3 separate regions of the Zea mays genome follow, and all the other regions are linked to region 1. Evidence: chromatin contacts called from public Hi-C data. All regions are on one chromosome and are shown on one strand. The core of a region is the stretch at or near the end of the contact, and the rest is flanking DNA. Distances in the headings are between cores, read along the strand shown.

Evidence for each region. A called contact is a pair of places that touch in the nucleus more often than the background predicts.
Region 2: a Hi-C map of leaf shows a contact between it and region 1, with 5 times the contacts expected there. The contact joins the promoter of LOC100284647 here to the promoter of LOC100283463 in region 1. A contact is called at or near these places in 5 of 25 Hi-C or Micro-C datasets (bundle sheath, ear, leaf and 1 more).
Region 3: a contact with region 1 is called in a Hi-C map of leaf, with 2.9 times the contacts expected there. The contact joins the promoter of LOC100280533 here to the promoter of LOC100283463 in region 1. A contact is called at or near these places in 2 of 25 Hi-C or Micro-C datasets (leaf and tassel).

The regions. Positions count from the first base shown.
Region 1 is chr2:160,772,112-160,775,043 of Zm-B73-REFERENCE-NAM-5.0, reverse strand. It overlaps LOC100283463 (NAD-dependent dyhydrogenase, Gfo/Idh/MocA family), which reads left to right and starts at 1,573. Exons shown (of 12, transcript NM_001156364.2): 1 at 1,573-1,814; 2 at 2,039-2,179. The coding sequence starts at 1,671.
Region 2 is chr2:160,976,761-160,979,692 of Zm-B73-REFERENCE-NAM-5.0, reverse strand. It overlaps LOC100284647, which reads right to left and starts at 1,494. Exons shown (of 5, transcript NM_001366701.1): 1 at 1,014-1,494; 2 at 774-907; 3 at 536-649; 4 at 266-443; 5 at 1-185. The coding sequence starts at 1,385.
Region 3 is chr2:160,905,701-160,908,632 of Zm-B73-REFERENCE-NAM-5.0, reverse strand. LOC100280533 (PVR3-like protein) reads left to right here and starts at 1,367. Exons shown (of 1, transcript NM_001153452.3): 1 at 1,367-2,146. The coding sequence starts at 1,424. The coding sequence ends at 1,771.

The DNA of each region.
Region 1 (2,932 bases), core at 324-2,823:
CACACATATTTTTCTTCCAACCTTTTCCGCAGCTCCTTCGGACCCATGTTAGACTCCTTCTTGAGGAGATGGATAACCTTTGATGTTACCCAAGCGCTAGTAGGGCTCGTGGTTTTCCTTCTAGCACTAGAAGTACAAGTGTGTTCCTTAATTAAGACAGTGACCTGCAATAATAAACCTCAGTTAGTAACAACAAAGATGGCAAGGGCACAACATAGATTAGTAAGAACAAGTCTATACCATAACACTATTCCTAGATTGTTGCCTACGTCCCACAATATGCCAAGGGCAACCTTCTCTTTTGCAATTACCAATAAATCGACTCAGATCAGTTTTATATATTTCTAGCTCAAACTCTTCATTGATCGCAAACTGTCTCACAGCTAGCCTAAAGTCACGCATGCTGGGGTACACTGTTCCAATATCCATACAAGGCTTGTCTGGGTCATGCAACATCACTCTCTCATCTAGAATTTCATCATCAACAGGGATGGCTGCATCAATAGTTTCGTTCTCACTATAACTTCTATTCACATCACCCTCTTGCATCTTGAAAGCTTCACCAGCCTTCTCAGCAGCTTCATCCTCAGCAATCAAACCAATCAACTCATACATTCTGTCATCGTCAACAATTTCTATCCTACCTTCCTCATCTTGCCTCTCAACAATTTGAAGTGCGTCCCAGTTAATACCAACCTTTGGGTGACCACTAGGATGTACTACCAATGCTAAGCTAGGCGAAAGCTCATCGTCAAAACTGAAAATAAAAAATAAAAATGTACAATCATACTACTTCATTCGATTTCTATAAAAGTTATTAAATGTAGAATCATACTCGTACATAGAATCATTCCAGCTGTAATCCATCTAGCCAACTGTTGGTGACCAATAATGTGAGATCTCCGCTGCTGCTAACTCAAATCAGAACAAACCTTAAAGTCTAAAGCCTAAATCCTAAAGCCTAAAACCCTAAAACCCATATGCATACCTGGAGCTCGTCGAGGTTAGCTGAGGGGAACCGGCCACCGCCGCTGTAGCTAGCCGAGGGGAACCGGCCGCCGCTGAGGGGAACAAGCCGCCGAGGGGAGCTCGCCGTGGGGAGCCCTTGCGGCGTGGTGGAGCTCGGGCGGCGTGCTGGAGCAAGCCGTGGGGAGCCCGGGCGGCCTGGTGCGTGCTGGAGCTCACCTGGTGATCGCCGTGGGAGAGGAGGAGAGGAGGAGCAGAGAGGAGAGGAGCAGAGAGGAGACAGAAAACGCGAGAGCCAGAGAACGAGCGAGAGAAACAGCGAGAGACAGAGAGGAGCTGTTTTAGTTTAGGGGTAAAATAGTCCAATCAGTTTACTTTGTCAAATAACTCTCTAAATGGCATTTTATCTGTAATCCAGTGTTTGAAAATGGCGTAATAATGAAGCGTTTTCTCATAATGGCATTCGAGCGAATCCGTAGTTTGATAATAGCATAAATCCAATTTTCTCGTCATTGGCCCATCCCTAGGTACGGCCACTACAACAGTGCAGAGCATCTGAAGCGTCCGATTGTCTTTGTCTCCATAGCAGCGTTGGTCTTCGAGGTGAGAAGTCAGCGAAGGCAAATCTGAAGTCTGCTTGATTGCTTGAGTCAGATCTGATCCAGTCTTTCGGCACCGAGAAGGCGAGAACCGAGGAGGAGAACATGGCGGGTGACGGCAACGGCCGCGCGGAGCTTCCCCGGATCGCGGTGATCGGCGCCGGTATCTTTGCGCGCACGCAGTACATCCCAAGGCTCCGCGAGATCGCGCACCTCGTCGTCCTCAAGTCCATCTGGAGTCGCACCCAGGTGTGTGACAATCCCCACCCCATTTCGACATTTCGTCTCATCTGTCGATTTTTGGCACCAAAGACCGGCTCAATCAATCCCTCAGCAGTCGACATGCAGCAATGCAAATCGCTGTAACTGCCGTACTATACTCTGGCAGTCGGCATTCCCTGCTTCGGCGCAGTGCGTGATGCACTGCTGCAAGTGGAATTCTAGTGTCTGACTATTTTTGCACATTCCTTCAGGAATCTGCAAAGGCGGCCGCGGAGCTTGCTCGTGACTTCGCGCCTGATATCGAGTGCAAATGGGGTGATGCGGGGCTGGAGGAGATCATGGGAGATAGTTCAATCATGGGCGTTGCTATTGTTCTCGCTGGGCAAGTCCAGGTCGGTGTTCCCACTCCAAAAAGGTGCCATAGCATGATCCATTACTGTCTAGTTCACTACACAATTACTTGAAGCCAAGCAAGAAACTTTTTTAATGACACTATAAAACTTTACTATTACTGAACACTGTATATCCTCTATCGTTAGATTTTGTCACACCTGGTTTTGGAAAGGTAACCAAGTGCATATTATGTAGGTACCAGGAAAGTTTCACATACACAATCATATAAGTGAATCACATAGTACGATGCTCGAAATATACATAAATGTAACTGTTATATTACAGACTTAAACTTCACCATAACATTTAAACTCATATCATAATTGACATCATAAGTAACTAAATGACAACAAAAAGCGATAGAAACAGTGCATAGACAACTGACTAAAAACAACAGTAACCTAGTACTCATCGTAGTTCTAGAACTTCTGCTGATACTCCTTTGGAACATCACCTCCTAAGCAGTGGTTGCACCAAAATGCAACATTATTGTTGGAAAAGAAAACTAGCATGAGAAATTGTCGCTTTCAACAAGTGCCTTAGGATAAAGTGGATTGTCTATATAATGGACCAGCTGTTATAACAATTGTTATAGCAGTAGCTTTTAGTTGGTCAAGTTTTAATGGACATTAACATCGTGTTTGGTTTGAGGAATGATGTGGCTCATCGTTTTTTCACTCCTCACATTCTTGTTTGGTTTTTGGAATGGAATGAGTTGATCCATCACCATTTCATTCCCCATAAGCTAATAA
Region 2 (2,932 bases), core at 245-2,744, 200 kb before region 1:
GACGAGGTCGTCATGCTGGTGAGCGACTCGAGCAGCTGCGACTGACGGCACTCCCGGCGGTAGTCTAGCGTGATGCTCGTCAGGTGGTAATCCTCCAGCACGTCCAGCGGCACGCTCTCGAGGATCCAACCGATGTACTTGACGTTGTTCACGTGCTGGTTGACGTCCATGTCACTCCACCTGGGCTGAAGGGGGGAACAAGTTTTTCAGTTGAGAGCGGTCCAACCAGACGGGACGAGAGGTGTTCTGGTCTGCTCCTCCTTACTGCTAGCCCTGATCGTATGTGCTCCGCCGTCGAGTCGGTGAGCTTCTCGATCTTGCGGCCGCCGCCAGTGGCGGCGGCGATGATGCTCCTGTCCAGGTAGAAGGGGAGCACCTCCTGCCTGACCTCGTCGGGGATTTTCGACAGCCTCCGGGTCTCCCTGTTCATCATCACCCAGTTGCTGCACAGAAACACATCGATCACTTGCATTACTTCCCCGATCATGCAGCCCTGCAACGTATGTACTGGGAGAGATAGAGAGTTGGGTATTACCTTGTGGCTCTTGCGATCATGTTCTTGGTGTTGCGGTCGCGGATGATCCAGTCCCTGCGCATGCCGTTCTTCCCTGACGACGCGACCCAGGTGTCTATCTCCACGACATCTCCCCTGTCGTCGTTGTTCAAGCAAGGAGGAGCGGCATGTGATGGTGTGAAACACAGTGAATATAACGAAACACGACTGATGATGCACATGCATGCAGTACGTAGTCAGTCAGATACCAATACCGTACCATCTGCTGTACTCGTCGACCTGGATGTTGATTCTTGTGACGACCCAAATGAGCTTCCTGAGACTCATCTGCCGTGTGGCGCCGAAACCGTCTCCGGCGAGCCCAGAGCACATCACATGGTTCAGTGCCGTCTCCTGCACAGATCGATACCAGAGACGACCATGCCAGAAAGTGAGATCGATGCATGGCATAAGTAAACCATGCATGCATGGATTCACAGAAGACTGTTTCCGCACGCACCTGCAGGAGGTTCATGAGGGTCTCCATGGTGGCAGTTCGGTCAGGCCCGATCTCGTAGGATCTGACCACAAACTGCTGCCTGTACACGAGCCTCCCTTCCGCAAACTTACCCAGCCGGAAGGCGACGCCGTCGCCGTCGCCTTCCGGTGGCGGCGGCGCGGGCACTTGCCGGCGGACGTCGGCCACCGCCGCTGCGCCGTTCGGCCTGGCAGCGCCGTTGACGGCTTCCACCGCAACACGCCTGCCATTATTGTCAAGGCTCCTCACACTCAGCCTGCTTCCACCTTTTACCTGCAGCTTGCCATCTGTTGTTGTTGGCGCGCCGAACACGAGCCGGCCGGAGGCGACCCGCGTTGCCGTCTGCGGTGCCATCACCGACGATGGTAGTCATGCAATGCAACTGCACTTTGTTGTGCCAATAAAAGGCTATATATGCATGGAACCATATGTATTCTTCTTCTGGGATGGCTTAGAATGACTTGGAAGGGGAAATGAATTGGTGGCTGCGTGTTACATACAGCAAGGACCAGGAAGAAACAGGGAGGTTTATGTTATTATTATTATTATACGTAATGGTGGATAATAGTAGCTGATCGGTTTGCCCAGACGAATCTGATGGAGAAAGATGGCAGATATAGCTGAACTGCCCTGCCAAACTCTACACCTAAGGTGACTATTGTACATGTTAGATGCACCGAACCTCGTCAAGCGTTTTCTTATAATCTTTCTAGAAATTGCCGGCTATGTTGCGTGTATCGTGCTACATATTTATCATACTATGATCAACACACACACACACAAAACGCTCATCAAGTTCTACTGGGTCAACATGCATGTATGATTCGCTATCCGCTTAAAAATTTAATTCCCCTAAACCGAGTGCGGAAATTGAAAATTAATTTCAGCATTGTGTTCACGATGAAAGCTAAAACTAGATCACAATTGACATATTTATCTCACACTCACTATCGCGAGAATGACCGAAAGATTTTTTTGACCAAAAGAATTTTTTTGAAATGGCTGATAAAATAAGAATGACTGAACAAAACTAGAAATGGTTGAACAAGAATTCAGCAATGGCTAAACAAAAATCGAGGTAACTAACATCAGTTCTAGAATGGCTAAACAAAGCACGAAATGACTCATATTAGTTTTATTGAATGGTTGAAATCGTGCAAACAGGTGGCTCAAGCCGGTGGAAGGCGTGTGCAGGGTACCGAGTCTGCCACGGGTGAACTCCGTCAGTTGGTCGGACCCACAGCTAGGTCAGTCATCCAAATATGCTATCTCTGTCACCTTAGGTGATGCTTCACCCAATCAGCAATAACTGATTATTATTAAACGATCTTTAGTAATAACCGATAATTACTGAATGATCTTCCAGTAATAATCGATTATTACCGAGTATGTGAAGTTTTAGCTAGAGTGACAAACAACGCCGATATATATATATATATATATATATATATATATATATATATATATATATATATATATATATATATATATACTGTTTTTATATATTACACCTGGGTGCATTCAATATAGAGAATGCACCCAGGCCGAATTACGCGCCAGGTCCGAGCCAACCGCCCCACCCAGGCCGTCTTCGTCCCTCCCGCACGCTCCTGACAGAACTTTTTTACTTCCTCGCCCCCGCCCCTCTTTCTCCGTGAACGGCTCCTCCGCGAACGGCTCAACCTCTTCAAATAAGTTGCAATCACACCAGACCAGCAGTTGCAATTATACCAGACAACAGTTGCAATCATTGTTTTGTTTAACAAATTTTTGGACATAGTTATATAGAAGTTGCAATCACACCAGACCAGCAGTTGCAATTACCAGACAACAGTTGCAATCATTGTTTGTTTTAACAGATTTTTGGACATAGTTATATAGAGGTTGCAATCACACCAGAC
Region 3 (2,932 bases), core at 118-2,617, 130 kb before region 1:
GATCAATTGCATAGGTTTTGCTCTAGGGAATTATTTGTGACCTAGTTTAGAGAAAATTTTAGAAGTCCCAATTTACCCTCCTCTTAGGCGTCACATGTTTCCTTCAGAAAGTACTAGGCAAAGAGACATGTGCCGATGTTTGTGGTGCTCGGTAAAGCCTTTGCCGAATGTCTTGTGCACTCGGCAAAGAAGTCATGTTCAATATTTGGGGTAAAGGACAAGCCTGTTGTCGATTCACACCCTTAATTTCTTTGTTAAATTATTAATGACAGGAGTCCTCTGGATGCTCGGTTAGATAATATGTACCTGGAATTTGAATAATGTAGTTATGTTTTTAGTTACTAACCTGAACATTATCTAGACTTATTATACCTAAATTGTCTTACCTACTCTGGAATGGACGGAGCATTAGGCTATCTCCAGTAGCTTAGGCTGACTCCAACAATCTATGTAAACGAAAGTGCAAAACACTGTTTCGTATTGTAGTAGACAGTACTGTTTACGGAATGAAGTTTGAAATAGGGAGTAAGATAAATAGTCTGGTGGAGATGGCTTTACTCATCCTATTTTCTATGTCATCCCCATTTCATCTTATTCACTCTATGTAGAATGCACGTACGTCGTGCTGTGCTCAAGTGCCGTGGCGTCGACCCTGTGTAACCGCTGTTGGCAATTATTAACCATTGAATCAAGGACTTAAGAAAGTCGAGTCCTCAGCGAAACAAACAAGTGTGTTACTAATTATTACTCCCTCCGTTTCTTTTTATTTGTCGCTGAATAGTGTAAAATTACACTATCCAGCGACAAATAAAAAGAAACGGAGGGAGTAATTAACAACTAGCTAGTCACGCATGGTAATGTCGCATCTGTCGTTGTGTCCACTGTGTATAGCTAGTAGCCACTTGCAGCCAGCCTTCTGTCCTTCCAAATCAAATACTTTATCTAAAACCAGGACGACGCCAACGACTATATATATTATCTGAAATCCGCGATCCACACGGCTGGCAAAGTCGAATCAGAACGTGAGAAGATCCTGGGAATTTTCTCGGCCACAAGCTCCCCGCCGTGGGGCCATCCGCCACCGCACTCACAGGCTCTTCTTCCTCCCGTGAACCTGATCGCGAGAGGGCCGGCCGAGTGGTGTGCTGACAGTGGCACGACCCGGGTACAAACCGACACGGGACCTTCACGGGTCGCACCACCCCTGCCTACTGCCTGGCGTCCGCATGCATGCGTGGTTTGCTAGCAGACGCCCGGGGTCTCTTGATATTGCAGATGGCTACACTGTGTTAGCCGCAGCGGCAACACTGCTACTCCCACCCGTCCCCTCCCCGCTATATATACCTATACCCCCCGACAGGAGAGGGAACATAGCGAACAAACATCGAGTACAGTCGGCTAGGTAATCTGGTGGTACGACGACATGGCGGCCACCAGCAGCAAGTCGTCGTCGTCCTCGAGCTCGGCGCAGCGGGCAGCTGCCGCACTGCTCGTGGCCGCCGCCGTGGCGGTGTCCGTCCTGGTGGTGGGCGCGGCGGCGGTGTGCGACATGAGCAACGAGCAGTTCATGTCGTGCCAGCCCGCGGCGGCCAAGACGACGGACCCGCCGGCCGCGCCGTCGCAGGCGTGCTGCGACGCGCTGGCGGGGGCGGACCTCAAGTGCCTGTGCGGCTACAAGAACTCGCCGTGGATGGGCGTCTACAACATCGACCCCAAGCGCGCCATGGAGCTTCCGGCCAAGTGCGGCCTCGCCACGCCGCCCGACTGCTAGCAGTGTGCTAGCCAAGCCAAGCCAAGCAGGAAGGCCCCCGGCATTGCTAGCTGTACGTGTCTGTGTGTGCATCTGCAGCAGGGTGCAGGCAGGGGCCCGTACGTACGTGTCTCTTTCTCTCTCTCATCTTGTCACCGTACCTATCTAGAGTGTGTGTGTTCGTACTAATTAAAATGTTCTTGTCGTCGTCGTCTGTGCATGCATGTACCATGTCGTCGTGCATGTCTATTATGTGTGTGTCGTCGTGTCGATCGGTACGTATAGATGCCTGTTGTTAGCATGTGTGTCATTACCTAGTCGTGTGTAGTGTATGTATGTGCTTGCCGGGCAAAAGTTGCATCTAGCTAAACAGTAGTATTACTTTTGTTTGTCTTCGATCTCAGGTGAATTTGTATCTGCAGGAAGCCAAACACTACTGGATCTCTGCACGTACAACGAAGCGTTATTATTATAGGGACCTGGCGCCGTCTATCGATCTGGCATTCACTGATTCACATGCTATGTTTCATGTTTCATTGCGTGCCGGCCGGCACTCGTTTGGGGTGTTTGTCCCTAAAAGCTGCTTCAGACTACTGAATACCCAAATTTTCAATCCGTTTCTACGACAACCGCTTTAATAAAAATCGTTTAAAATCAATGTAAATATAGAATCCGTGACTTCCTATATTCTAAAGTTAATTTATAGACCTCTTTATCTTCTTCCATACGTAATTAATATACAGAAATTTTATTCACAGTTAAATTTCAAAAATAAGTTCGTTAGAGAAAACCTGAACCAAACAAACTCTTCGTTGCAGCACAGAGAAACACACAAAAACGGCTTGTTTGGAAACCATCTACAGCACACGAATTGTTTTGGAACGGAGAGTAGTGGAATAATTGTGTATCCTTTAACTAAAAATAATTACAGCGTATTGTATACAAATAAAAATACACTATCCCTAATTAATTTGTCATCGGCAATAGCTAATTACAAATAAAATACTCTCGTCCCAAAATATATTTCGTTTTAGACTAAACTTACATTCATTAATTAACCTGTGAATGTAGTTTGTATGTATGTCTATATTTATTACTATTTATTCGAACGTGGACAGAAAAAAGAGGGCTACGCAAATCATGAACTTATCAATAAAATACCCACTCGGTTTTAAATCGTGT